6 separate regions of the Mus musculus genome follow, and all the other regions are linked to region 1. Evidence: chromatin contacts called from public Hi-C, HiChIP or PLAC-seq, Micro-C and promoter capture Hi-C data. All regions are on one chromosome and are shown on one strand. The core of a region is the stretch at or near the end of the contact, and the rest is flanking DNA. Distances in the headings are between cores, read along the strand shown. Region 1 holds the start of Sall1 (spalt like transcription factor 1). Region 2 has its middle 72 kb from the start of Gm26331. Region 3 has its middle 50 kb from the start of Gm35593. Region 4 holds the start of Cyld (CYLD lysine 63 deubiquitinase). Region 5 has its middle 73 kb from the start of Gm35593. Region 6 has its middle 66 kb from the start of Gm42034.

The links. Promoter capture Hi-C pulls out the DNA fragments that hold promoters and counts their contacts. A called contact is a pair of places that touch in the nucleus more often than the background predicts. HiChIP or PLAC-seq counts read pairs in DNA pulled down with a chosen protein or histone mark.
Region 2: a promoter capture Hi-C map of liver shows a contact between it and region 1, with 4 times the contacts expected there. The contact joins the enhancer-like site here to the promoter of Sall1 in region 1. A contact is called at or near these places in 11 of 39 promoter capture datasets (the 3T3-L1 cell line, the HPC-7 cell line, cranial neural crest and 7 more), 2 of 484 Hi-C or Micro-C datasets (liver and uterus), 17 of 115 datasets of contacts at active chromatin or transcription factors (VIP interneurons, craniofacial prominence, differentiating embryonic stem cells and 12 more) and 1 of 9 other capture datasets (embryonic stem cells).
Region 3: a contact with region 1 is called in a Hi-C map of cortical glia, with 1.9 times the contacts expected there. The contact joins the enhancer-like site here to the promoter of Sall1 in region 1. A contact is called at or near these places in 9 of 39 promoter capture datasets (cranial neural crest, embryonic stem cells, epiblast stem cells and 5 more), 1 of 15 datasets of contacts at CTCF or cohesin (stem cell-derived epiblast-like cells), 9 of 484 Hi-C or Micro-C datasets (cerebellum, cortical glia, differentiating embryonic stem cells and 4 more), 29 of 115 datasets of contacts at active chromatin or transcription factors (VIP interneurons, astrocytes, craniofacial prominence and 18 more) and 1 of 9 other capture datasets (embryonic stem cells).
Region 4: a contact with region 1 is called in a Micro-C map of embryonic stem cells, with 4 times the contacts expected there. The contact joins the promoter of Cyld here to the promoter of Sall1 in region 1. A contact is called at or near these places in 4 of 39 promoter capture datasets (cranial neural crest, hippocampal neurons, liver and 1 more) and 4 of 484 Hi-C or Micro-C datasets (cardiomyocytes, embryonic stem cells and uterus).
Region 5: an H3K4me3 HiChIP or PLAC-seq map of microglia shows a contact between it and region 1, with 4 times the contacts expected there. The contact joins the enhancer-like site here to the promoter of Sall1 in region 1. A contact is called at or near these places in 11 of 39 promoter capture datasets (3T3-L1-derived adipocytes, the HPC-7 cell line, cranial neural crest and 7 more), 1 of 484 Hi-C or Micro-C datasets (liver) and 14 of 115 datasets of contacts at active chromatin or transcription factors (craniofacial prominence, embryonic basal ganglia, embryonic forebrain and 9 more).
Region 6: an H3K4me3 HiChIP or PLAC-seq map of forebrain shows a contact between it and region 1, with 2.6 times the contacts expected there. The contact joins the enhancer-like site here to the promoter of Sall1 in region 1. A contact is called at or near these places in 2 of 39 promoter capture datasets (cranial neural crest and liver), 1 of 484 Hi-C or Micro-C datasets (embryonic stem cells) and 8 of 115 datasets of contacts at active chromatin or transcription factors (VIP interneurons, craniofacial prominence, embryonic forebrain and 5 more).

What each region holds. Positions count from the first base shown.
Region 1 is chr8:89,041,105-89,045,623 of GRCm38.p6, reverse strand. Sall1 (spalt like transcription factor 1) reads left to right here and starts at 2,762. Exons shown (of 3, transcript NM_001371070.1): 1 at 2,762-3,272. The coding sequence starts at 3,197. It overlaps Gm3134 (predicted gene 3134), which reads right to left and starts at 4,381. Exons shown (of 3, transcript NR_166639.1): 1 at 3,828-4,381.
Region 2 is chr8:89,514,849-89,519,367 of GRCm38.p6, reverse strand. No RefSeq gene overlaps it. Among named protein-coding and RNA genes, the nearest start is that of Gm26331, 72 kb to the left of the region's middle. Within about 2 kb of position 2,572, at least 6 of the 459 cell types and tissues checked have an H3K27ac peak or open chromatin away from gene starts, as enhancers often do. A contact at or near this core is called in liver, where this site is marked.
Region 3 is chr8:89,475,009-89,479,527 of GRCm38.p6, reverse strand. No RefSeq gene overlaps it. Among named protein-coding and RNA genes, the nearest start is that of Gm35593, 50 kb to the right of the region's middle. Within about 2 kb of position 2,362, at least 9 of the 459 cell types and tissues checked have an H3K27ac peak or open chromatin away from gene starts, as enhancers often do. A contact at or near this core is called in VIP interneurons and cortical glia, where this site is marked.
Region 4 is chr8:88,694,546-88,699,064 of GRCm38.p6, reverse strand. It overlaps Cyld (CYLD lysine 63 deubiquitinase), which reads right to left and starts at 2,037. Exons shown (of 17, transcript NM_173369.3): 1 at 1,966-2,037.
Region 5 is chr8:89,351,545-89,356,063 of GRCm38.p6, reverse strand. No RefSeq gene overlaps it. Among named protein-coding and RNA genes, the nearest start is that of Gm35593, 73 kb to the left of the region's middle. Within about 2 kb of position 2,058, at least 2 of the 459 cell types and tissues checked have an H3K27ac peak or open chromatin away from gene starts, as enhancers often do. A contact at or near this core is called in microglia, where this site is marked.
Region 6 is chr8:88,772,042-88,776,560 of GRCm38.p6, reverse strand. No RefSeq gene overlaps it. Among named protein-coding and RNA genes, the nearest start is that of Gm42034, 66 kb to the left of the region's middle. Within about 2 kb of position 1,795, at least 22 of the 459 cell types and tissues checked have an H3K27ac peak or open chromatin away from gene starts, as enhancers often do. A contact at or near this core is called in VIP interneurons and forebrain, where this site is marked.

The DNA.
Region 1 (4,519 bases), core at 1,513-4,012:
CATTTTTTATTGATTTAATTATGTCTTTGCTCTGCGGCACGCGGTGCCTCGCCAGCTTGCTGACACTTCGGCGACCGCACCAGCGAACCGCGGAACTTGGGCGCGAGACAATGGCCTGTAATTGATGTATCGCCACCAACAATAAAGACCAATTCTCTCCCGGCCATTCCAACCGTCCCCTTCCTCCCATCCCCCTCCTCCACCTCCCCTCTTCTCTCTCCCGGCCAAAGGGAAAGAAAACAAACAAGAAATTAGCGGGGGATGCCGCTCACAGAGCCAGGCGCCCGCCTCTACGTCGTCGAGGACTCAAAAGAACGAAAAAAGTTATCAAAGTTTAGATACCCGCAATTAATTCGTCTCTGCTCGCCCATTTTTAATTAAACAGCGCGAAGCAGCAGATTTTGCGTTTTCGTTCGTTTGTGGTGTTTGGGGGGAGATTCCCCCCACCCTTAATCACACATAGAGCCAACAGTGAGCACGTGTGAAGCATCTCCCTGGAGCTTCCCGCGGAGCACACCCCGAGAAGGGCTTGTAGGACCGCCAGCTCCACTGGGTTTCTGGCCACTGGATTGCCCGGAGGCCAGGACTTTCAAGAAGCCAAGAATGTTAAAGACTGTTGAGGGCGGCTCTAAATACCGGCAGATTCAAGGAAGAAAGGTGCGCCTGGAAGCTTCGGTGCACCCTGAGGGGTGCACGTTGGTGTGTTTTCAAGCGCTCCGATTTGCGGGGTAGGGGAGAGTGCTAGATTTAAAAGTGTTCCGGTCTGATCACGTTCCCGGGGGTTTGGGGAAAGTAAGCGGCTAGCACCCCAGGAGCGCGCAAATCCATCTTTGCCGAGAGATCTCTTTAAATATTCAGTGAGAAATAATGGCATTTGAAACACCACCTATGGAAACATTATTATCTTCATTCTTCAACATCAGAGCCACTGATAGCTTCGTTTGTCTTTTTATCAAAATCTACAGTACCCAACAGAACCTGGAGAGAAGGGAAGAGCGAGATGCGGGAGAGAGCCGGAGACCAGGGAGACGCGCGAGGGGTGGGAGAGCAAGGACAAAATAAAAAAAAAAAGAGAGAGAGGAAGGATGGACGGGGAGAAGGAAAGAAGGCAGAAGTTAAACCAAGAAGTATAAAGTCAGCAGACATAAAAAGATACTTTCAACTAGCACACAAAAGATTAGGGGAAAAAGAACCGTGGAAAGGGGCTAAAAGCCATTTAAGAGAGTGCGACATGGGTCCTGAGTTCCAAGGCTCTGCTGTGAAGGCTAGTGCCCACTTCGCGCGAGCCGACTGTGTCACGATCCAGACTCAAAGGCGCTCCAGAATTGGGGCGTCCTTATGAGCCCTCTCCTCTCCTGATCGCGAGATAGGGCAAGGATTGTGTATCTGCACCCCTCCCCCGCCTCCACCCCCATTACTCAGCCGAAGTTTAGTTAGTTTAGTCCTTCGGGTGCAGGACTTCGGGAACCTCGGCGAGCGGAAACCCCGAGGCAGGAGGAGGTCTAAACTAAGCCGAGGACCAAGCCTCAGGTTCGCAGGCGCCCAAACCCGGAAGAGGGAGTACAGGGCCCGGATCCCTGGGTCCCGTGAGCGGGTAAGAGAGGCTGGCTCCCAGCTCTGGGAGAGAAACAGAGAGAGATGGAGAGAAAAGTTTGGGCGCCGCACGTAGCAAGTGTCGGAAAAGTGAAGGCGAGTCACGGCGTAGCTAGCAGGGCAACGAACAGGACCCCCCCTCCATGCTCACTCACTCCGGGTAGCCACCTCGTCTGCGACGAGGTGGCGGCCTCCACCCCTAGGACACGGAGCACTAGGGTCCAGGGTAGAGGCGGTGCCTAGGGTCTGGCTCCAGCAGCACCACCCAGGCCAGGGGAGCGCTGCTTAGCACAGAATTAGCTGCGCCCCTCCCCTCCCTCCCGCAGAAGCTGAACTCGGAGCTCAGGCAGGTCCTTGCTCTCCACCCGCCCGGAGCTTGGCGGCGCCACGGTGGCCGCCGCCTCCCCGCGGAGTGACGCGCCCTGCAGCCAACCGGGGCGGCCGGGGGGAGGTTCGGGAGGGGGTCCTGGGCGGAGCCGAGCCGCCCCCTTATCCCACGGGCTCGGGGCGCTTCTCCCGAAAACTTCAGCCCTAATTGTCCCGGGAATGTCCAAGGTAGAGAAAGGGAGCTAAGGAGCCAGCAAGAGGCTGGAGGGTCGCCGCTCCCAGGCAGGGAGAGGATGGGGTGGCGAGAAAACTGCCCCTCCCCCCAAGCCCCAAACCCATCACGTCCCCAAACCTTTCCTGGGTCCTCTTCTCCGCACCCCCGCGAGCCCGGGATCCTGAGAGTGGAGAACTCTGGGCGAAGGATCTCCGAGCCAGGCGGCGGGCAGGCGGGAGGGAGGCCCGGCAGCGAGCGGGAGGCGGACTGGCGTGGGGCTGGCTCTTCCCCACTCGCTTTTTTTTTTTTATGAGAGTGGGGGTGGGCTGCTTTCTGGTAGCTCTTAAAGAAAATGAAGGAACACTCACGAAATGGGGCGCCCTCTCCTACCCCGTCCCGCCACGGGACTCCCTCCCCCTCGCGGGCCAGTACGCAGCGCGGGAGTTAGGAAGTTCGCCGCTCGCCCGCAGCCTGGGTCCCCAGCCCCCGCCGCCAGCCCCACCCCCACGCGGCCCTGCTCCGCTAGGCTCCCGGGCGAGCATGCTAATTCGGGTCGGCCCAGCCCGGGATGGAGGGCGGGGGAGGGGGGAGGGGAACGAGCGGGGGGCGCCGGCCGGGGCGCTGGGCGCGCAGTGGCGAGGAGGCAGGCCCCCGGCGGCCGGGCCGCGGAGTCCCCGGCGGTCGCCAAGAGGGTTAACCAAGAGTCGGGCGGCGCGGCGCGCAGAGCCAGCCCCGCGGCCGGCTTATTGGGCCAGCGCGCGGAGAGACAGGGGTCTGCAGCAAATCACGAACTAATTGATTAAGGCGAGCGGGTTTGAATAGCGCTGGCCCGGTGCCAATCGCCTTTCAAAGAGCCCCTCTATGATTAATCGCAATGCATTATTGATAATCATAATTATAGCAGGACACATGCGCGCTGTGCCCGGGGCCGGGGAGCCGGGGAGGGGGCGGGCGGGCCGGCGGGCGGGGGGAGCCGCCGCCGCCGCCGCTCGATTTCCGTAATTTTGAGAAGATTTTTTTTTAGTAATTTTTTATTCTGCCCCAGCTGATGTTTGAGCCAGCATGTCGCGGAGGAAGCAAGCGAAGCCTCAACATTTCCAATCCGACCCCGAAGTGGCCTCGCTCCCCCGGCGAGATGGTGAGTGCTCCGGCCGGCGCCGCGGACACACAGACACGCACTCACACGCACACTCGGACCCACGCACACGCGGCGGGCCCCGCGCCCACCGCCGCTTTCGCCTTCTGCACTCGGCGCGTCTGATTTTATTTCATGCTTCCTCGATTTCAATTTGCCGGGCCAGGCTTCCCCTGTCCCGGGAGAGCCAGCCTATCCCGGCTGGAGCTTTCCGGAGTTCCGTGTCCTCGACTGGGCGGAGTAGGGTCGACTGGCCGGCTCGCTCCTCCGCCCAGAGGGTCGGAGAAGCCGCGGCCACGACCCTGCCGCCCCGAGGGGCGATCTCTCGGGCAGAGGCCATCTGGAGCTGCCCACGCGAGCTCTCTCCCGCTCCCCGCGCGCCACCCGGGTCCCCGGGCTGGGCCTCTGTCGCCTGGGCCTCACCGCCCAGCCCTGCGGCCAACGTTAAAGAAGTTTACTTCGTCCGGGTGGCTGAACGCCGAGCGCGTGGGGAGCTCTCCGTACCCACCCCCCCCCCAAACTCTCGTTCCCACTTGGCTAGCGGGCGAAACATGGTACCTTTGGGGGTTCCGAGCCGTGAGAACTGGGGGTTGGGGTGGAGGAGCGACATCCTGGGGTCGCGGCCGAGTGCTGCCGGTCGCTCTGGAGACTGACTTAGGGACAGGGAAGTGTCGCTTGGTCCGGCTTCCCAAGTTTGTTCTCCTGTCGTTTCTTTCCACACTTGCACCCATAACCCGTCAAAGTCGGGCTTGGATGTGTGCACCCCACGTATTATGGAGTCCCATCCTTCGGGACCCGTTCTGGTAAGGGTCATTAGACACTTTCTTGGGTCCCGGGTATTAGCCCGCCAGACCCCTGGAGCCAGCCGAGCAATGAAGGCAGGGTTCCGAAAGGACTGAATGAGTAGGGAAAAGTTTGTGTGCGGGAACTGTGGCCTAGAATGGGAGAGACCCGCGCAGGGAACTGGGGTCACTGAGGGAAGACCCCCTCCGACCCCAGCTTGACCTGAACTGTTCTAGGGCAGAGTTTCCGAGCTCCCAGGCCAGAGGCTACGCTCGGTTCCGGGGTCACCGGACTTTGTGCCTGACTCTCCGCTGCGTCGGTTGGAGAGTGACCAGACCCGAGGCTCGGCGGCCCCGGCTGCCCTTCGGGAATCCTCGATCCCGGGCGTGGAGGAAGGAGCTGCACCCCAGCAGAGCTCGGAAGCGTGACCTGAGATCCGCACCTCTGGCCACTACGCTCTGCGGGCG
Region 2 (4,519 bases), core at 1,323-3,822, 470 kb before region 1:
CTGCCTAACAAGTGCTTCTTCAACAACTCTGTACTTGTTTCTTGTGAGAAAGATTTGTGGGTGACAACAGCAACAACAGCTCAACAACCCAACACAACAGCAGCACAACTACAATACAACTACAACACAACAGCAACACAACAACCCAACAGCAGCACAACTACAACACAACCCAACAGCAACACAACAGCAATTCAACTAAAAATACAATAGCAACACAACAGCAACAACAGCAACAATACAACAACAGCACAACACAGCAACAACAACACAGCAATAACACAACACAGCAACAACAACGCAACAAAATACAACATCACCACAACAATATATGTAAAATTGTTTTGAAAAAAATTTTAAAAATTGCTGGAAATAAAGACCTCCAGCTAAATGTCTGCATCTTCTTAACAAAGTAGAGAGGAACCAACAGCTCTCATGAGAAAACATTGGAAAAACCACACTAACATGAAAAGCTGCTCTGCTTTCTAATTCCCAGCTCTAAGTGTGGATGAAGAAATCAAGGAGACTCGTGATTGTCGCTATTGTTATAATGCATAGTATATATTGAGTACCTGAGCTGCAGGTGAATGTGTCTGTGTGTGTGTTCCCACTTAAACTTCACAGAAATCCTGTAAAGTGGACCCTATTATTATCTTCATTTACTAGAAAAGACACAGAAGGATTTAAAGAAAAATGACCTACCCGGGATTGAGCTAGAAAGCAACTCCAGTCAGAGGTGGAAGTATGCCTGAGGGTGGATTGTGTTTACATATATTTCCATCAAATTTAATTACAGGAACTACGTGTTCTGCCTAAACATAATTAGGATCCATTCAAAAATATAGTGTACTTTAGTTCCAATAAGCATGTTAGAATCTGAGACCTGTGGGCATAATTCACCTATATTACTAGATAGAATGCATTTCATTGTTTTCAAAAATAAACAAACAACAAATCAGATTAACAACAACGACAAGCATCATTTCATAGTGTCCTCTGCCTGGCCTTTCTTAGACAGTAGCTCGGTCCTTCCACCATCAGGCACGCAATGGCAGCTTAAGCATATCTCTTTTCTCTCTTCTCTCTGCCTTCGGAAGTCAGTAAAGTCTTCATGAAAACCACTGGGATATTAAATGAATCCCTTGAAATCCAGATTCCTCACCTGTAAAATGGGAATACACAGCTCCCCCCGTGGAGATGATTTGGGTTGGTGACATTAAACGTAGGCACTGCACGTCTCACAGAGCATCCGTGTGACTAGGTAGGATCTGAGCTTAACTTTGCCCAGACGGAAGGTGGCTGAAATATTTCAAGGATACATTTTTTTCGTTATAAATTAGAAATGGATGCATACTTTTCTACCAGTTAGAACAGTCTTTGGTAGCAGGCACCCAGATAGTCCCTCTCTATGCCAAACATGTTTTGTTTTTTTAAATTAATTTATTTATTTTATGTATATGAGTATTCTATCTGCGTGTATACCTGCACACCAGAAGAGGGCTTCAGAACTCATTACAGATGATTGTAAGTCACCGTGTGGTTGCTGAGAATTGAACTCGGGACCTCTGGAAGAGCAGCCAGTGCCAACTCTCCAACCCCTAAGCATGTTTATTTTAAGCCATACCTTGGTGTGGATTTTCCCTAGCTGGGTATGTATTCCCCTCCCCACAGCCCCACTTATAGTCAATTCAGATCATTAAGGTTTTGAAACAAATCACATAACTCCAAAGATTACATCATCACCTAGGCAGCAGGAAATGAGCAGGCACGGTCTTGGGAAGAACGTGCACATGTGTGCACATCAAAACTTGCCTTTGCGGCTTCTATGGACGTCATACCCTGAGAGAGCCATGCTGACATGTTCTAAGGGCAGATGAGAGGATTCTGACATGAGATGGTGTGGGAGACAGCCCCAAGACTCATCTTTAAAACAATCATTTCCTTGAATTAGAACACAATACAGAGAGTTTTTAAAATTCAAATCCAGTAGACATAGATGAGCAGAATTCAAATGGTTCTCCTAAACCCAGGGCTCAAGGATTGCAGTGTGGCCTGCCTGGGTGGGTGGCTCTGGGTGGCTCTGGGTGGTGTGTGCCCAGGCACTTAACCAGTGATGTATTGTCATAACGTGTGCGTATGTATAGCTGCAGGGAGATTTCTGTTTCGTAAGTGGAAGCTGAAATAAGTGTGCAGCCCGCGCCATTAATCTGTAAAGTGGCAGAAACAATCTTGAGTTTTGTTTTTTGAGACCTTTGGGCAGAAGAGAGGGATTTAGTCAGTAAAATTTGGTTTTTATATTGATTTGCTCAGGCGAAGTTTAGATGAGGAGAAAAGACCTCGAAGTGGATTTTTAAAAGATGGAAAGTATGAATAAATAATGGTTTTCAAAAAAAAGAAAAAAAGAAAAAAGAAAATGGACATTTTATAACAAAATCAGGTAGAGAGAGAAGTTAGGGGTTAAATAAATAGCCTCCAAAGCCATCCGTCAATTCTAGGCCACCACCCAGGATCCAAACCTGAGCTAACTAGTTTAGAATAAGATTAAGGTCTTAACCTCTGAACTTTGACCTCACTAGGGAAACACCAGATGGCCATGGGTAGGTGGTACCTTTCTGACTTTCCCAGACTGGAGCCCTTTACTCTAAAGGAAAATAAGTGAGGATGGAGGGAAATAGGCAAAGAAGGGAGAGAAGCTTGCTCTTTCTTGTCAGTGAACGCAAGGGAAATGGCTAAGTTAGCTCAGAGAAGACCAAAATCTCCCTTGCACTAATTGTGTTTCAGTGTCTGGGAGGAGATGGGATTCTGCCGCTCTCTCGGCTTTCACTATTAGCTGAAAAAGAGCCAGGGATTTTTTTTTTTAATAGAAGCTCTTCTGTAAAGAAAGCAGGGTAACAATAGCTAGCTGTCACAGGCAGCTGATATCTACCTTTGATCAGCCAAATGAATGTTGCAGGCATTTCTTATAGAGAGGAGATTGCTTATCGATCTATATCAAAATATGCATGCTAATGCCAGACAGCAGAGAGTATTTTCAAGTGGAGTTAATAATCTGATTGCTGCCCTGTCTGGAGCAATTCTCTGAACTCGGAGCTATAATCAGTCCAGGGTCTTGCAGTCAAATGTACTTTGCTGTTTAAATTTGGATTTGTGACATTGATTGAGGAGCCCTTGGAAAGGTGTTGACAAATCAAATTGTTTGTTCCAGTAGTGTTTTGCTAGAGATCAAGTCCAAAGTAATACGCAGTGAATTTGTTCATTACGCTTGGAGTGAAAGGAATGATAAAATTCACCTGCGTCATTATCACAGACACGAGCCCAATACAAGAGATGGTTTGTGTCTGAAGAAAATGTAGTGTTGTGGGTGCTCCTGTGAGTGATAGAGGGGGGTGGCCTGCTAGACCTTCAGGATATTAGATATGTTGTAAGAAAGACAGGCAAATAAATGTCTTCCATGTTTAGAACCACAACACTTTGTTTATTTGGTTGAGACGAAAAAGGGAAAAAATAAAAAGATAAGATGGGTGCCTAGGTGACCACATGACTTGACGCCTTAGGCACACAGGCTTGTGGAGGCTAGGAAGTTTCCCACCACAAGAGGAAGTGGAAAGGGGACAAAAGCCATGACTTCTTAAGGCAGGCTCTACAGGGACAGACAGAGCAAGTGGGAGGTTCCAGCTGGGCTCTCCCATAAGCCAACTGGAGACTGGAATGTGAACCAGCAAGAGAAGCTTTCAGAGAAAATTCCAGGAAGTGCTGGAGGGGAAGAGGAAGTGACCTGGAACTAGTTTGTTGCTTGTTGCTGTTATTTATCTCTCTTTTTTTTTTTTGAGGTTATAGTATAATTACATCATTACCCTTTTCACTTTCCCTCTCCAACTTGCTCCACCCCTTCTCTCCCCCATCCCCCATCCCCCACCCCTCCACCCCCGCCCCCAGATCCCTGCTTTCTTTTTTTCAAATTCACAACCTCTGGCTAAGGAGCAGGTTCCTGCTCTGGACACCAACCATCTGGGGACTCAGAGCTAGCAGAGAAATGAAGAGGAAGAAAGACCTTGTCAGAGTTGAAAGGGGCTGGGGGCGAAGAGCCTTTTGGGTCCCCACACGTAAGGTAAGTACAGTATGTTGGTGTGGCCATTGCAGAGAGAGAAATGCCGCAGTCTTTGTTACTGGATGCCCCTCAGAGATAGAATCCCATTGGATTCTGGGAAAAGGAGGAGAAAGATTGACAGTGTTCAATCCTCTAACTTTTCATGTCACTTTGCCATGGTTGATAACATCTAAAACAATCATGCCAGCTAGCATTTACTGCAGAGCTCAGATGCCAATCATATTTTTTTTCATTTAAATGAACCACTTCAGTGTGGGAATTTATTTTTTAAGTCTGGAGGTGGGAAGTCTTTAATAAGACTAAAATTAATTTACAGAATTGGTTGTAAAATAAAAAAAGGCAATAGACTAGATTTATTGGAGAGGAACGCATCAAAGTGTATATAGTCCGTTGCAAGGGTTTGCTTTGCTT
Region 3 (4,519 bases), core at 1,113-3,612, 430 kb before region 1:
ATGCACTTTGGTTATCTGCCCCTTCACTACCTTCCTAGGTAACTTCCCCCTCCCCATCTTAACTTCGTGCCTCCTCTTCCTCTTCCTCTTCCTCTTCCTCTTCCTCTTCCTCTCCCTCTCCCTCTCCCTCTCCCTCTCCCTCTTTTTCTTTTTACATACAGCCTGATGTGGTCCTAGAGACATGGCTGTAGGGCTGAGCATTGGTGCATGGACAACCTACCAGTGACTGTATTCCCGAAGGAAACTGACTCCGCCCCAGCAGTGTTTGACTACCTGAGGCTCTTCAAGTAAAACTAGGGTCTTGGGGGAACTTGTGTGGTCTTTCACAGTTCTTTTGTAGACAACCACAGCTGTTGTGACATGGGTACAATACCCCTGTCACAGCCAGAAAACAGTCTTTCATGACAGTCCTCCTGGTCCTCTAACCCTTACAATCTTCTTGTGCCCTCTTCCACAATGTTCCCCAAACCTTAGGGACAGGAGTACAATATAGACTCCCCATTTGGAGAGAATCACTCCACAATTTGACAATTAATTCAATGGTTATCTGGTTGGATGTAAAACCTACTCAATAGGAGGGAACTCAGGCTTAGCACCATACACCTGGCCAAGAACCTGTAGTTGGAGTGCTCATAGATCCTAGGGGACAATCTACTACTTCCATATTGATGAATTGAGGTAGTAACCTGTAGTGGGTTTGGCCTAATGCTGCTTGCATTCCAATACAAATTTGATGCCCCCCCTCAAAACAAAACAAAACAAAACAAAACTGGCTGTCCCAGAGATAAGAGAGTCTGCATATAAGACACTGAGAGACCCTGTACCTAAGTTGTTTCTAATTGGAAAATAAAGATTCTGACAGCCAATAGGTGAGCAGAAGAGACATAGGTGGGGTTTAGGTTTCTCGGGCTTGGGTTCAGAGAAAGAAGAGAAGAATATGCAGGAAAGGAGGACTGAGAAGCTGCCATGAGTTAAAGGTCAAGAGTGCATAGCACTCAAGGCAGCCCAATTGGAGCTAAGAGCAGCCCAGATGGAGCATAGTAAATAATAAATAATAACTAGGGGATATCAATAGGAAAATAGATTCTAACAGCATGGAGGGGAGGCAGCTGCCCAGCTATTGTGCTGATTAAGGCTTATTGTAAATATAAAGGCTGTGAGTGTGTCTTTCATTCTGAAACTAATTGGTTTAAGGCGGGGTAGAAGCCCCCAGCCAGGATTTTAAATAATTTGATACAACAGTATCCATGATAATTTGATTACCTTTGGAATTCTTATCCTTATAGCCATAGGTTATTGCTGCTCTCAAACTTGGTCAGAGAAGTTTCTACTAGCAGTAGATGCCAGTTGATACAGAGATGGCTTTTAAAACGTTTATTTCCATCATAAAAAACAATAAAAATATCACAGATGAGGATTGCCAAGCATCCAGTGCTCATTTTATAATTCCGACATCTTCATAGTAAGATAGGCAAATGAAGCCCCATTCAAAGTCTTTAGAGATGTCAGATAGCCTGGCAAAACAATTCGATACACTTGGAGTCACTCATTGGCTGATTAACCTATTAGCAGCTGATTTGTTCTTGAAAACGTTCTCACAATTCTGCTAATAAATGTACCCAAGATACTTTTCTTATTCCCTGAAATATCAGGCGTCAGCAGAGTGTAACTGACCAGGGGGATTTCTCAGAGGCTCTCTCCTTCAAACATCTCCCAAATCATTAGGACCTCCTTGACACAGCACAGCCCCCTTCCCTTACTCTTTCTCCCTTCCTCCCTGTCTCCCATCCTCCCCACATGTGCCACTTGCTGAAGTTTAAACCTAGGACCATGTGCTACCATGGGGCTACACCACAAGCCCCACGGAAGTCCTGCATAAATAGAGCTCCCCAAAGCCATTTTTACCATATCCAATGTAAAGTCAGATTTTTCCATACTTTGGTTGATTTCTTCTCTCCCGACAAATTTGCCATGTATAGACTATTATCTCTCTCATTTTAGAAATGGAGGAATTGCAGATTACTAATTGTTAAGGATTTTTCCAAGGGCAATGCTGGGATTCAAGCTCACATCAATTGACCCTGGATGTCTGGCTTGTACTTATTTGTCAACACATTCTGAAAGTGTCCAACCCTAGTTGATAGAAGAGTGATTCTGGGCATATCCTCACCTAAGAGGAAATCGGTGTGGTGGGGTCACCATCTGAGGAGAGTGGTGGCTGCTCTGAGGGGTGTCTGTCCTCAGGCTTACTCTGACAGAGACACTGCTACCAGCCTGCAGCCAGCCCGCCCCCTCTCAACCCTGGCATAGCTGCCAGGTTTCCTGGGCTGGGAAGAAGAAAGCATCCCATTAGCAGGAGGCTGCGGCTCCCAGAGTCCCTGGGACAAGAAGCATCTGTTGCTACCCCCATTGTTCCAGCTGAGAGAACACTAATTGTCCTCTCCAAAGTTGAACCTCGGTCTCTTGCCAGAGGGAAATTATGGACCCCTTTTCAGCATGCTGTCCTCTCCACAGCTGTCAGCTGAATGGCCCCAGGAGGACGGGTATATTTGGGGGTGGGGAGAGAAGTCTATCTTGCATCCTGATCCACACAGCAAAGGAAAGTTAGCCCATCCCTTGCCCATCCCTTAGATGGTCACCACCCACTAAATCCCAGACACGCTGACAATGGCTTGTCGAGAGGGTTGTATACCACTGTGTGGCATGCCATTGGCACTCAGGGGCTCAGATCCAGGGAGAATTTCAGAGGAATTAATGGTAGAATGGGCTTGGAAGTTTGGGACAAGGGGAAGTTCAAATCCAGCTTTTGGCGTTCATTAGCTTTGACATCACGCACCCCTCACACTGAGGGCTCAAGGAAACTGAGGGGATGGAGAGGGCCATATCTAATAATAAACCAGCTAGCAGAAGTTCCTGCATCCACAGGTGCCAAACTGCAAAAGTAACTTCTTTTTAATAGGGTTAACACCATCTTATCAGATCAAAGTATTGAACCACAGGTGTAGGGAAAGCCCACATAACAGGAATTCTGCACAAGAAGATTCAGAAGAGAATAAGAGACAGGACCCACATAGACTCAAAAAAGATTTTGTTACCAACTGTGCCCGAGGCACTGGGCTGACTGCTGAACATTCAGCTGCCAATAAGAGGCCTGGTCCTACAAAGAAGTTATACAAGATGGATGTCCTGACCTCAGACTGGAGAGGTAGCCATTATTGTAAGATGCAGCTGGGAACTCTGGCAAAATGTAGGGGGAAGGAACAGAGCCTTGCATACCTCAGAATCTGGGGAACATGTCTGAGGAGAAGACTGAGGAGATACAAAGCTCCCCTCTTTCTTATTGTCCTCTTTGATGTATAGGGCATCACAACACAGGAGAGTTGAAGGGGTGGGTTGAGCAAAGAGCTGGGAATGGTTTCGGAGTCAAAATGGCCAGCATCACCCATCATTCTCAGATCCCTGTACCTCAGGTATTATCTCCATCATGAGGTCATGAGGAGACCTGTCCTGAATTTGTAAGAAGTTCCAAACACACCTTCCAACATATACATGCACACACATGCATGCACACATGAACAGGAGAGGGAGGAGAGAGGGAGAGGTCTAAAGAGCATTCAATGTCCTCATTAGACACGTTTACAAGCCATTTCATCTAAGACAGAAAGAGATCCATGTGTGTCTTACTATGGGAGCCTTTACTGTCAGCCCCAGAATATTCCACTAAAAAGTTTAAAGGGAAAATGCTTCCAAAACAGGAGTGTTTCAAGCTCAGGAAACAGGAATTTTCAAGCTATATGTGGAGCCCCTTGTAGTTAGTGTGGGTCATCTCATTCCAGGGCAAAGAGCAAAGGAAGCCTGTGGGGCAGCTACTAGAAAACTCTCAAATATTTCTTGAGGATCCTGGTGTCGAATGCATCAGGTGCTGGCAACTGTGTGGAAACAAAATGGAATAATGTCATTTTATGCATCATCGAGCTTAGAGTCAGACAAGGAAAACAGGTGTGATTTACAGAGTCACACAAATAGATAATTACAGACAATGTAAGGCTTCGGAATGAAGTCAGGACTTTGTAGAAACAGGACCAGGTCTCTATTGTAAGCTGACATGAGCTGGTTCAGATTTGCCTGAGGAAGAGGCACATGGGGGAGGTTTGAGATGGAGGAATGTAGAAGCAAGACTCAGTTCTACAGAAAAGATGGTTCTGGGCAGAAGGAAGAGCCCAGGGAACAGTCTTCAGTTGACAGACATCTAGATATGTTTCATTCCGGAAGCCCAGGGCAAAGCAGCACTGTGGTCTGTAATGGCTTGATGTGTCACACACACACACACACACACACACACACACACACACACACACACACACACAAGTTCATGTGCTCCAAACACAGTCCCAATGTGGCACTCTGGAGAAGTAGTGAAACCTTTAAAAACTGGGAGATCATGGGATGATTTCAGTTCACTGGGGTGCCATCTTCATGAAGGATTAATGTCATCCTGGACAGTGGGTTATAAAACACA
Region 4 (4,519 bases), core at 788-3,287, 350 kb after region 1:
AGATTTCAAGACCAGAATAATTTGTGACACGAGGATACAGTCACAAAACCAAGTGGGACTTAAAAGGTTTATTTAATAAAAAAGTCTGGAAAAAAAAAAAAAGTCTGGCTCTTGCATCTGCAGTCACATCAGGAAGACAGGAACAATGCTGTCTCTTGTGAGTTAAACCTAACCACTGGGCTCTAAAAATGTGACTTCCCCACTCCTTGTCTTTCCAGGGACTAGACCAGAAAACTTGATTAGCTTAGATTGTAATGGTGGAAGCCAAAATGCTATTTCCTTGTCCTATTTAAGTGACCAGAAGTTTCTACTATGTTAAAAATAAGAGTCAAGAAATAGAGAAACATGATGTTTGCCTAAAATATCATTAATTCTCTGGGGAAAAAAATCACAATCAATTTTATACTATGCTACTATCCATATAAGTAGAAACAAGTAAGGTGAAATGTCACAATTATGAAACCAGGTTGTTTGGAGCTTCATTTGAAACTAAAAATGTAAGATGACAGTATAAACACCAGGAGCAAAACACTAAGTATAGATTGATGGGCAGGATAATTACTGCTCTTTCTTCATGTATTAAAGACTTCCTTAAATCACTTAACCACAGTTTAGGTATCTTCTGTTTAATATGTCATTTTTACATAACAAGTTCCTGGTCTTATCAGCTCATCTCAAAAGTTTCCAGTCCAAACAAGGCTTTTTTTTTTTTTTTTAAAGAATACCTTAAAATTTTGCAGCAGAACATTAGAGAATGTTCTGGGTACTGTCAACATTCAAATTACATGAACTTCACTAAGAATTTCCAGCAAATCACTTTCCTTCAATACTGTTCTAGTGCAAATCCACCCACTACCCAGCGGGGAGCAGCAGGCTAAATTCTTGGGGCCATTCAACCTACTTGAGGTATGAGGGGGTGTGCAAGAGACTGATGTTTGAATGCACGCCCTCTTGATGCCTGCATTCTTCTCTGGAGCCAATGATTACAAAAATGAGCAATCTTATTAGGAATCCCTGATTAGCCCCAACACAGACACACACAGACACACACACACACACACACACACACACCACAGCAAGGTATGAATGAATGCTCCTCTAAGGAGACAACTTTCCAGGGAAAATCAAAAAGAGGAAGGTGGCGGGGATAGTGGGGGTTGGGAGATTGCAAGGCTTGGTGGCTAGAGGATGACAAACCCCTAAAACATGCAAATGCCAAGGGGTGGAATAGAAAAAGATGCCAAGGACATGAATAACCTGGCAGCTGACCCAGATGAACTCAGTTCCAGACCATGATCATTCGCGACTTGGCGGTCTCCTCCAAGGCTGACCATAATAATAAAAGGAAAAACAAGGTACCTGTCTCAACAGGATGCACCTTCCAACTACACAACTGTGCAAAACCATCCTCTCTCCTCCCCCCTCCCTCCAGACCAGAGAAACTGAAAGAAAAAGCAGAACACGCCATTAGCGAGGCCAGACTGCTCTTCCGGGAGCGGAGCCACCAACACCCCACAAAACAGCACAGACGTGAGGTACCATAACCCGAGATTCTCCCTGCCTCCTGCAGCCGTTGGGAGCCAGGCAGGGTCCCGGCCTCAGTTTCCCCATCTGTCCACGACGGCGGGCCAGAGAGAAAGACGGAGTCCTGCACTGCTCCTACCCAAGCCCTGTGGTGCAGGAGTCCCGCGAGTCGGGAGCCCTCGGGCAGGCTGGAGGTGACAACCGCGGTTGACGTCAGAAGCTCGTCGGCCCGGGGCAGCTAACGGGCGGGCGCTGAGGCCCGACGGTCGCCTCCGCGCTTCAGGGCGCCTGAGGCAGAGCAGGAACACTGGGGACCTAGCGTCAGCCGCGCGGCCGCGCACACTCACCCGCCTCGGCCGCCGCTCAGCGCCGCAGCCCCGGGCTTCAGAACCAGCGTCCCGGGCCGGCCGGGCGCCCCACACCCACCACCCCAGTATTTACCTCAGGCGCGCGGGCCCCCGCGCAGCCGAACCTGCTACCTGGGCCCGCCCCCACCTGCCCCGCCTCCGAACTGCCCGCGGGGAGGGAGGAGCGGAGGCGGAGAGGGTAGATGCCGCGCTAGCCAATCGTATTCAGAGATCCGACCCTGCGTGCGCTCTGATTGGGTTTTCTTGTAACAGACCTTCCTCCAATGGCTGCTGGCAGGGTGCTGGCTGAAGGGACTTTCCGCTCGGTCAAGCTCGGTGGAGGCAAAGGGAAAGCGAAGGGGCGGGGCAGAGGAGAAAGGGTGGGGGCGAGGAGCGATGGCTGATTGGGCGAAAGGCCGCCAGTGTCATGTCACCATTGGCTGAAACCACGCCTGGGCGGGGCGCTGTGCTCTTAGCTCCACCCTCCTTGCGCGGGTCTTGTCTCTTGGCTTAGCTGTCAAAACTAGGGTGGGAAGCGATCCAGAGAAGAACTGAGAATAATTTTCAGAATTCCATTGAAAGAACAAAGCTTAGAATTACACCTAGAGTCAATGTTTTCTTTCTCAGTTTGTCAACATGTAACACGGGGAACTCCCAACCATCCTAAGCCTCAATTTCCTCGTCTGTAGAACGGAGGTGTTAGTACCACCTGTTTTACCGGATTATTGTGAAATGCTATATAGTATCTCCTAACAGTAGACTCTGTACAAACTGAAGCTCTTTCTGTCCTCAGATGGCGTCTGGGACACCTGCTGTTTTTTTAAACTTCTGTGGCCATCCTCTCCAAGGGTGGAGAGAGTCTCCTAAGGATAAAGAAAGGCTTTCCACCCTCTACCTTACCCGGGACTGCATCCCTGGCCACCAGCCAGAATTAAGGGTATAATGAAGGATCTTTCAATTAGACGGAAGGATTCTGACTCCCAAAAGTGTTCAAAATATTTAAAGAAACTCTTTTTATAATCAGCCCCAGAGCCTGGCAGCACATGACTTGCTTCACTGGATAGTTCTCTTAATTAATTCCTTCTCCTTTGACATTTTAACTACTAATTATGGGAGAAGGTGATTAATACTGAGAAGGAGGGGTGTGTGTGTGTGTGTGTGTGTGTGTGTGTGTGTGTGTGTGTGTGTGTGTGTTTAATCATGACACAAATTTCCCCAGTGAAGACTACCATGTTTCTGAAAATCCAAACAATGAAAACCACTAACACAGAAGCAGACAGACACATGGGTGATTGCTAACAGTATTAACTCACAACTCCTCTCCCTGCTGAAATCAACCATGATGAAATTGGTATCTTCTGAAAACTGAAGCCTCAACTCTTTCCTGTCTTTCACTGGTATACATATATCCTGTTCCCAATTTCCCAAGCTCTAGCCACATGATATAAATCAATAGTGACACACAGTGGCCTTAGACAACAACATTCCCCTATAGATCTGGATTCTCCCATGACACTGGCATGATTCAGAGATCCAATCTGGCTGTGTGGGAGAACATTTTGCTTGGCCCCATCCAACAAGGAAGAGGACAGAGTTGAGGAAGTAGACTTGGGAATCTTTTAGTGGGTCAAGCAGACTTATTTTCTCCAGATTGTCAGAGTCCTTCCCCCACTCTGTTTTCTCTCCTCAGATCCTTTCTCTCATGCTCATTGTCCTTAGGCTCCTGGAGATGTGATTTGCCGCTCCTGGCTGAAGCATCTTTATGTCCTTTCTGATAGTGACATCTTGTATAGTTGAATGCTCTGCTTCAGTAGGGTTTGCCACTGCACTATCAGTAACCATGTACCTCACTTATCCCCACCCCCACCCCCGCTGACACATGCTCACTGAATCAGGATAAGGGCCTGACTTCATCCAAGATCACCAGCTCATCCAAACCTTACTTGCAGGCTCTTCTTAGTCGCCATTCCAGGTCAGTCGGTACTGGCTGCCTAGAACTGAGCTGCCTAGAACGATGCTGAAGCTGTGCGTTCAGGCTCAAGAGATAAAATAGCCGCCATGGTCTGACACACAAAAATGATGTTATTGTCATACTAGATACTATTTGCAGTTCTTCATCTTTCCGGTGTCTTGTTTTATGGAAGGGAGATTAAGGTCCAGAGAGGGAAAATAGTTTCCCTCAGTTACACAGCTGTTTCTTCGCCTGAGTTTAAGTGGTATCTCTGACTAAAGTGCTTCCTAGGCCTCCACAATCTTCCCTTCAAGTAAGGCCCAGCCCAAGTGCAAACTCTACCAGCCATCTTTTCAGATGACTCCAGACCCCATTGATAACCTCTTGCTTCCCTGCCCTCAGCCTGTCCCACCCAACCTGGGCTTGGCTCCATGCAGATCAGGTTAAGTAGCTGAGCAGCTACCAGGAAACACATCTAAGTAGAGAACAGGAATGCCTGATCTGCCTTCCTGGGGAAGGGGAGAAGAGTACTGCCCCCACCCCCCACCCCCCACCCCCCGTGTTCCGTGTTCCGTGTTGACAGCTCAGTTACAGTTAGGAGAAGAACAGTCTAAGAACTCTGAGAAGGGAGAGGTGCACTCCGAAGCAGCCTGAGAAGGGCTCCTGCAAAGTAAGAGAGCAATGATGAATGTCAGCA
Region 5 (4,519 bases), core at 809-3,308, 310 kb before region 1:
TTCCAGCGTGAGAAGTCAGAGAGCTGGAGAGAGGGCACAGTGGTTAAGAGTGCATACTGCTCTTACAGAGGGGAGTTCAGTTCCCAGCACCCACATCAGGCAACACACCTGTAGCTCCAGCTCCAAGAAATCCAACGCATTGATCTCAGTGGACACCTGTTCCCACATGCACAACTTCCCCGATGCACACACACTCACACTCACATACACATGCATGCACAGATGCATGCACACATGCACACACCTAAAAGACTTTAAGAAAGAGGGGGGAGGTGTTAGGGGAAGTTGGTAAAATGGACTAGATGCAGAACTGAACAGACAGGGGAGCTCAGCACAGTTGCTCTTCCTGTCATCTTGCGCTCCCCCAGCAGGGCTGTCAGATGCTGTCTACTCCAGCTACTCCCAGCATGCCCCACCCACAAAGGCAACATCTGCTATGGAGAGATTTTGTTGGAGTTTGCCATTTTGATTGACATTTAGTCACATCTCATTGCACCTTTAACACATGATTCTCCTATAGCCAATGTAGCTATTGGTTATTCTATGTCTTCATTTGTTAGGAGGCTTGACCCATTCAAACATGCAAATAGAATTCTGGACGTTTATATGTTTTCTGTTTTATTGGTGGATTTATTTATGACGCGAACAGAGAAACTGGTTATTCTAGACAGAATTTCTTTGCTGAATTGAATTTTGCTTTGCCATCTGTACTACAAAGAGAAAGGGTATAGGGAGATGTATAGTATACATGTTCATATGTGTGTGATTCAAACCTTGTCCAAACATATTGTATCATTTTACTCAAGATGTAGCAAGCTATGTGCATATTGAATAAACATCTAGCTTTTCAATCAGCCTAGGCATAAAATAATCTCAGGGCTATTAATTTCATTCCCAATAGTTAGAATTTGTGATCCATTTAAGAGGAATTAATTTAACCCATGAAATTTCCATTATTATAAATGTTCCCATGCAAAGTATCGTGAAATCTGTTTCTGCCTTGTCTTCACAATCGTGGTGACTGCATCCTAAGTCAGCTCTCTTGTGCAGGGTCTGATGGTCTGATGACCAGGACTTCCATTACACTAACATTCGTCTGTCCATGAAGATCACTGTGAGGCAAGGCAGTGATTTCGTTTTCCATCTCTGGAAATCAGAGGCTCTGAAGTCAAGTGTAGTTAAACTCAAGATCTCCTTGTGACTGCTTCCCCATTTAGCTAGGCCTGGTGAGGGTGAGTGGAGCCACTCTTGTGCCTTGGCCATCGGCGCTCTTGCTGTATTACAAGGGAGTGAGCTATCCTTGGAACAGACATACAGATATTCTCCATGTGTGCTCTGTCATGGGATCTCATAACTAGTGGAGTACACGTCTGAAACTAAAGAAATTCTATGCCGAGTAAAGAAATAACAATATAACCTTACTTCTTACAGGTGCTGGCCGGGCTGTCTAATACAAGGAAAGAGTTTTATTCATAGTAGGTTTGGGGCAGTTTTAGTACCTGTGTCCTATGAATTTTTTTTAAAAAAATAAACAGTTTGTTTAAAGTGCACTTGTGGAGCTGGAGAGATGGCCAAGTGGTTAAGACCACTGGCTACTCATCCAGAGGTCCTGAGTTCAATTCCCAGCAACTGCATGGTGGCTCACAACCATCTATAAATGGAATCTTATGCCCTCTTCTGTCATGCAGGCATACATGCAAATAAAGTGGTCATATACCTAGTGAATAAATCTTTTTTTAAAGTGTACCTGTAAAGTTTCAATTTACTGAGATATTAATTGTTATCTACTTAATAGCTATCAGCCAGATGCTCAGATCTATGCTGGACAGCGGGGAAGAACACAAGGATATTTATTACCTAAGGAAATGAATGGTTCCTAAGTGGCCAGAACTGCTGGAGAACAAGTAAGTCACCTGGGACCCAGACCTCAAGTACTCAGAGACAATTCCAGTGTGGTAGAGCACCAGAGGAAGGATGAACTAAACTTGAAGTCTGAGAACTGGAATAGAAGACAGGGAAACAACCCTACATGGGCAAAGCCCATAAACGTGGTTGCTTAGAGGAAGCAGAAATGGACTGTCACAAGAAAGTTTCAGTAAACAGGCCAGGGCTGTATCTCCTGCCCAAGCCACCGAGGAGCCAAGGATTCTCCCACTGCTGTCTACCCTCCCTCGGAGCAAAGCTGCTGCCAACCAGCCCATCAAGGAAAACTGAAAATTAGTCCGAGCCTTGGTGTGGCAACAGAGCACACAGCTCTTGAATCTCAGGAAACAAAGCTTTCGTTCCTGGGGTACCTGAGATACCACAGAAGAGAACGCCTTTGGAAATGGCTTTAAATGATCTTAGTTATGCTGATTTACTTCCTGTGTATATGTGTGCAAGAGTTGGAGGTACCTTGGACCAGGGAGTGGCACCATTTGGAGGTGTGGCCTTGCTGGAATAGGTGTGAGCTGGTTAGAGTAGGTGTGTCACCGTGGGTGTGGGCATAAGATCCTCACCCTAGTTGCCTGGAAGTCAGTCTTCCACTAGCAGCCTTTGGATGAAGAGTTAGAACTCAGCTCCTGCTGTGCCACGCCTGCCTGGATACTGCCATGCTCCCACCTTGATGATAATGGACTGAACCTCTGAACCTGTAAGCCAGCCCCAATTGAATGTTGTTTTTTTTATAAGACTTGCCTTGGTCATGGTGTCTGTTCACAGTAGTAAAACCCTGACTAAGACATGTAATATACCTGGGAAGATCAAAAACAGCTTGCAGGATTAATTCTCATTTTCCACCATGTGAGTCCTAAGGATGGAACTCAGGTTGTCAGTCTTGGCAGCAAGCCCCTTAACCCTCTGAGTCATCTTGCCAGCCCTAGAAAGGGATTTAAATCTCAACTTTGTTCAATGAATCTATTGATATCATTTTCCTATTGACTGTATTATAGGTTTCATGTTATGCTTTGATTTCTACCATTAAGGAACATGAAGAATGCAAGATAAAATACATGGTAAGAACTGAACACAGTATGCCTGAGCGCTCTCAACTGGCCACTGTGTCAGAGTGTTTGTTACATGCTTTCCCTGATGTCGTTGTTTCTAGTTTACAAAGGAAGAAACCAAAGCTCAGAGATGATTACCGTGCCCAGCACAGCAGAGTTCAGGACTTATACCAGATCAGCAATGCTTCAGGTCATTTCTCTTTAGTTTGGAGTTTGGAGTTAATGTCCATAACTGAGTCAAGCAAATTTCTAGGGCATTGCTTGTCCTCGGCCACCAATTTTTGGAAGCAAACACTCATTTCTCAGGAATATTTCTCAGTTTGGTGGTCCAGACTAGTATCTCCAGCCCTTTCCTTTCATCCCTTACTAACAATGCTATCTCTCACCTCTAATCTCCAGGGTGGGCTAAGCAGTTAAGATATAGAACTTCTCAGAGCCTTCTCAGCATCAAAGCCCATGAGCTTACCGAGTTTTACTGGGCTATGGCTTCCTGAAGATCAGATTGTTCCCACAAAACCCTTGAGTCCCCAAATGTTTATGGAGTTCAAATTTACACCTCCTGTGAAGGCAAGGAAACTGATAGACACTCAAATATCCCTACACTGAACTCTAAATACCCTAACACTGAAGCTTTCTGACCAAGTTCCAGCCTCATGCTCCATGAGCCCAGAAGCACACGCACCGTGCCCACCGCTGAGCACCTCGTGGGCATCTCCATATCAATGCATGCTGTTTTTTATCTTGATGCCATTCTCCTTTCCAGGGTGTAAACAGTGATGAGACTGGAAACCCCCTTGAGATGGACAGCCAGCACCTTTGCACATTGGCGACAGATGGTGGTTTTCAGGAGAAAGTTACTAACCATCTCTTGTAGCTAGTTAATTTAAGTTGTCAGTCTGATCTAAGAGTGTTGCAGTTGGGAGTGTGTCTCCATAAGATTTGACTGTGGACTTGTCTGTGGGGCATTTTCTTGATTTTTAGTAGACAGAGCTCACTGTGGGCATCTCCAGGCAGGGGTCCGCTAAGAAACCTTGTTGTGAGGACCTGGGCAGTGACTCAGTGATCATCACTGTGGTTTCTGCTTCAGTTCCAGCTTATCCATCACGACAACAGCCAAACAAAAACCCAAGGCAGAATTAGGACTAGAAAAACATCTTAAGCTGGCCATACTTAAGCTAAGAGGTAGCTCAAAGTTAAGAGTTCACATTTCTCTTGCAGAGGACTTGAGTTCAATGTCCAGCCTGCATGACAGGAGGCTTACAACTGTCTGTGACTACAGCTCGACATGGACCCAATGCCTATGACCTTTCACACACACCACACACACACACACACACACATTGGGTCATATATAGTACCTGCTCTATACCTATTCCTGTCTTAGAGTAATGCTTCCAGAACTTGAAGTGGTTTTTTTCAACGTTGTTGTTCTCCAACTCGGCCTATGAACCGTAGCTTGCCACCTTGCCTACATTTGCCATGCTCCTTATTATTGATTATGATACTGAACTCCAGAAAGTTACAATGAATTCAGA
Region 6 (4,519 bases), core at 546-3,045, 270 kb after region 1:
CCGAAAGAATTCTGGTCAAGCCCAGGAAAGATGTGAGGAGATGGATAGATGGTACCTGAACACAGGTGACCAGCCACATGGCAGAATGCAGGTTAAAATAAATGGGTTAATGGGAGTTACAATCTAGTTAGAGAAGAGCCTAGCTATATGACCAAGGTATTCATAAATACATTTTGAGTCCAAGTCTTATTTCTGGGAGCATGGGCAGTGAAGAAGAACCTGGACTTAATTTCCACAAAAGCCTGACTTAGCAAGGTTCCAGTACTCATGTGTCCCCTTTCCCTGACAGAGAGTCTTCTCTAAACACAGTGTTTTGGGGGGCTCCTAGGGCTGGAGGAAGGCGAAAGTCTTAGCTGCAATTCTGCAAAGCTCTAAGAGGCCCATTCCTCCGTTGCTCAGTATAAGTGGATTTTAAAATGTGGGTGGGGATGATGGTTTCCAGAGAGGTAGAGATTGTTTGACAGGAACATTCCACGGCTGGTGTTTCACAGTTTGTCTCTTCGGTCGTTTACGGTTAGGGTTTTACCAATATTAAGGCAAAGTAGATTCATTTGACAATCACCAGAGGGAAATCAGCGGCTGCCATAAAGCCAATGAAGTTATGACAGCAGGCCCGGGAGGAGTCACAGCTGAGGAGAACCTGCCAGGCTGCTGACAAACGATGATAAAGTGATCGCTCATTCCAGCACTCAATGGAAATTGACAAGGTGGGCCTCCCCACCTAATGAACAGATCCAGCCCTTGCTGGATCCGATGAAGTGCACAGCAAGGTTAATCTCCACACACATCCAAATGAATCTACTCCCACGCTTATGAGAATACAGCCAGGAGGGCAGGAGCTGTGGCCTCCAAAGAAAGGACCAATGTGCCAAACAGGGATGGCATCAAGGCACTGGGGGGGAGGAGGGCTCCATATGTGGCATGCTGACTGTACCATCTAAAGATACCCCTGCTGCTAACCCATCAGCTCCCCAAACAGAAACTCAGGCTCAAATGGCGCCGACAGTCACACAACCTCTCGGTGAGCAACTGTCTCTATGACTTGTATTAAATGTGCCCAGCTCTGGATTCTTATAAAGTAATGTCAGTTTCAGAACAATACCAGCCTACCAGACGAGACACGTTAGAGGAACAAGGCGGGTGGCATGGGGGTGGGGGGAAGACACCCCCCCCAGCTACCCTCGGAATACAATGCACCAGCTGCACATTAATAAATATGTAATGTTTGATTAGAAATATGTATAGTATTTTTTTTCCTCCCCAAATGCCGGCTGGCCCTCAGGCGGAAGACGGGATCTGGCCCGCACTGTCGGATTTCTTTCGCTTGCTTTGAAAATACAAACTCAAATGTTTTCCCGTCCCAGCTGTTTCCCATTGTTGCTGTTTATCAGCTTGAAGGATGAACAGTGGAATAAAAAAACACGCTCGCATTTCAAATGTGCCAGTCAGTCACAGCATTGTTCAAAGAAGAAAGCTTAATTGTCTGTGCTGGCAAACTTCTTTTTGGTGAATATCCAGGTTTTAAGAACAGCTATTCAGCTGTGCAATTTGTTTAATACATGCAGAGAAAAGCCTATAAAATCACTCAGTTTTCTGGGGGAAAAAATTAAATAAGGGGAAGAGAAGAATTTGGGGGTGGGGTGGGGTGGGGTGGGGGTGAGCCACATACTGAAGATCTCCACCATGTTCCCTCCGGGACCAGAGTCTCCCGAGTCTGTGTTCTGCTTGGGATCCTCTGAAGCATCCCGTCACGGATGGGAAGGGTGCAAACAAACTGCAGACACAGCCCAGGCAGCTGGAAGTGCAGACGGGTCCACTCAAAGCGCTTCCCTCGCTGAACACACCAACTTCTGTTTGAACAGCCCCTGCTTTCTAGGAGCCGAGCAAACTCAGTCAGCAATGCTCAGGGGCCATCGGGAAATGGATTCTGGAATTTGGGGCTGGCGAAGACAAGTTCCTGTGGGGAAGGTTTTAAATGCCAAGGTAGACTTCTCACCTGCTGAGGTGAGTACCTTAGGCCAAGCCTGGACATCCCAACTAGCCCCTCCATCTGTCAGGGATAAGAGGGGGCATGGTTGCCTGGTTCACCCACTGGGCGAAGCTATACATGCCCCCCAGAAAATGCTGGTCATGCAGCCAACAAGAAACATGGTTATGCTTGAATGGACTCAGCTGCTGCAGCAGGGGATCCCGGCTCCAAGAGGTTTCCACTTGGAAGCCGGATGCCCTGGGGACAGGAAGATAGTCTAAAACAGCAGTAGGAAAGCCATCTTGTCCTTTCCAGAAGCAGGCATCTGGGACTCTGATTGAACCCATGTGGATGACTGTCAGACCTCACCTGTGGGAGGAGGGGAGAGAAATGGGGACTAAGGAAATGCAAAGACTCTGGAGGAAGGGCCTCAAAGAGATGGAAGAAAGGTCTTCACTATCTACCCAGAGGCAACATATTCCCCTAAGACAATCGCTCTCTCTGTCTCGATTTTAACGCTATGGTGTTTTCTATAACTAGGAAGGAGTGAAATATCTGGAAGTGCCCAACCAAATACACCATAGTGTACACACACACACACACACACACACACAAACACCTGTTTCCAGCATCCTCCCCTCCATGCCATTCACAGTGGAGTGCTTACAACATCCCACACCCAGGTCAGTGACAGAGAGATCTGGGTCTCAGAAGGCAGGGTCACCTAACATGAACCTACCCAGGTTCATGTCATAATAATAATAATAAGCATAATAATAATAAGCACCCTCTCTCATCCCTCTGTGTGCAATGCTCTATTAGTCATATCTCCAGAGAACCCTGACTAATACAACACAGAGGGAGTGGAGCGCTGGGGGCGTGCTTATTGCCCACAGCCAAACCTGCAAGACCATCCACCTCTGTCACCTGCCTTGACCTCTCCCCTAGTCCATCCCAGAGCAGCGCTAGCTTTTAGCCTTGAGCTTAACCCCTCATGTTCCTTAAGGCCCATAATTTCTCCATTGGTACCTGTTTCCTGCACCTTCCGTTCCTCCCTCCCTTGCTGGCCCCTACATCTCCATAGAAACATGTCTTACACCCTAGAATTAGCAGGAAAATGAATTGGATCAATACTACAACTGAGGTATACCCATCGATCAGCGCTGCTCCGAATTTCTCCAAAGAAAAAGCCATGTTTGAAAAGGAAAAAAATGAATGCATACCTACATTGGTTAACCAAAGACTTGCTTTGTCTACAGTTCCTGGAAGACAGGAAATATGTGAGGTTGGGTTGGCAGAACGGGAGGAGACCATGACCAGAGCTACTGAGAAAGCAGAGATGGCCAAAGCAGCCTTGTGGTCAGAGGGGCAGCGAGCAGAGTAATTAGAAGAGAAATGAAGAGCCTGTGCAGTCAATTGTCACTGGTGCCATGGACGCCACCCCATAGCCAAACTGGCAGGAATAGTCAGGTCAGACCCAAGGACTGCACCCTAGAGCAAGTGAACCCATTTCTGCTGTTGGTCTTACCCACTGGCTCACTGCACAGAAAAGGCAGGAGACTACAACAAGCATGTGCTGGAGACTTTTCTTTTTTTCATCTCAGGCTAAAGAATCACGCCATGATGTCAGTTCAATCCCTGGAACCCTTCAGGCTCATTCCCCGTGAAGACAAAGAGGACAAAAAGATACATAAAATACCTAGGAATAAACCTCCGGAGAAATGCTCAGCATCTACGTGAAGAAAATCATAAAACTTTACTGGGGGACATAAAAGAAGGCCCAAGCAAATGAGAGGTGTGACCACAGGCCGCATGGAAACACTCAATATTGTAAAGATGTCAGATGCCCTTGAATGAAGCCATAAATTCAATGTCACCCCAGTCACTACCCCCTGAAGATGTGTGTGTGTGTGTGTGTGTGTGTGTGTGTGTGTGTGTGTGTGTGTGTGTGTGTGTGCATGGTTATAGAACTGGACAGGCTGATGCCAAAATTCACTTTTAAAAGAAAATGTATGAGAATGGTCACAAAAAAAATGTACAAGACAAACTTATTTGTGAGGATGATATAGCAGATATTAAAACAGATGGTAGGGTGTTTAAAGAAGCATGAAGCTGATCTGCTTAGACTGAAAACCCGAGGAGCAGCTGGAAGGAGCAAACATAACGTGTGGGCCTCAATTCAGACTAAAGAAAATGGCAGATCGCACCCCAGACCGCGAATGCAAACCTGATGGAATTAAGAAGCTGAACCTGAGAGACCAACCTGAAAAGATGAAAGACGCGATGTTTTAAAAATCATGTGAAATAAAATCAAGGGAACAAGCTTATCAGGAACTTTTTAAATTCTAGAGCTGGAGGCGCTGTCTCCATGGTTGAGAGCACTCGCTGCTCTTCCAGAGAACTGTGCGATCAGCTTCAGGTCTCTGACCTGCTTTGTTCCAAGTCACTATGTGACTAAGTTGTTTTTTCCCATTACAATGTGTTTGGTAATACATACATTCAAATTATCTTAAATAGTAACCAATTTTGTGGTTTCAGTTTTTAAATTTT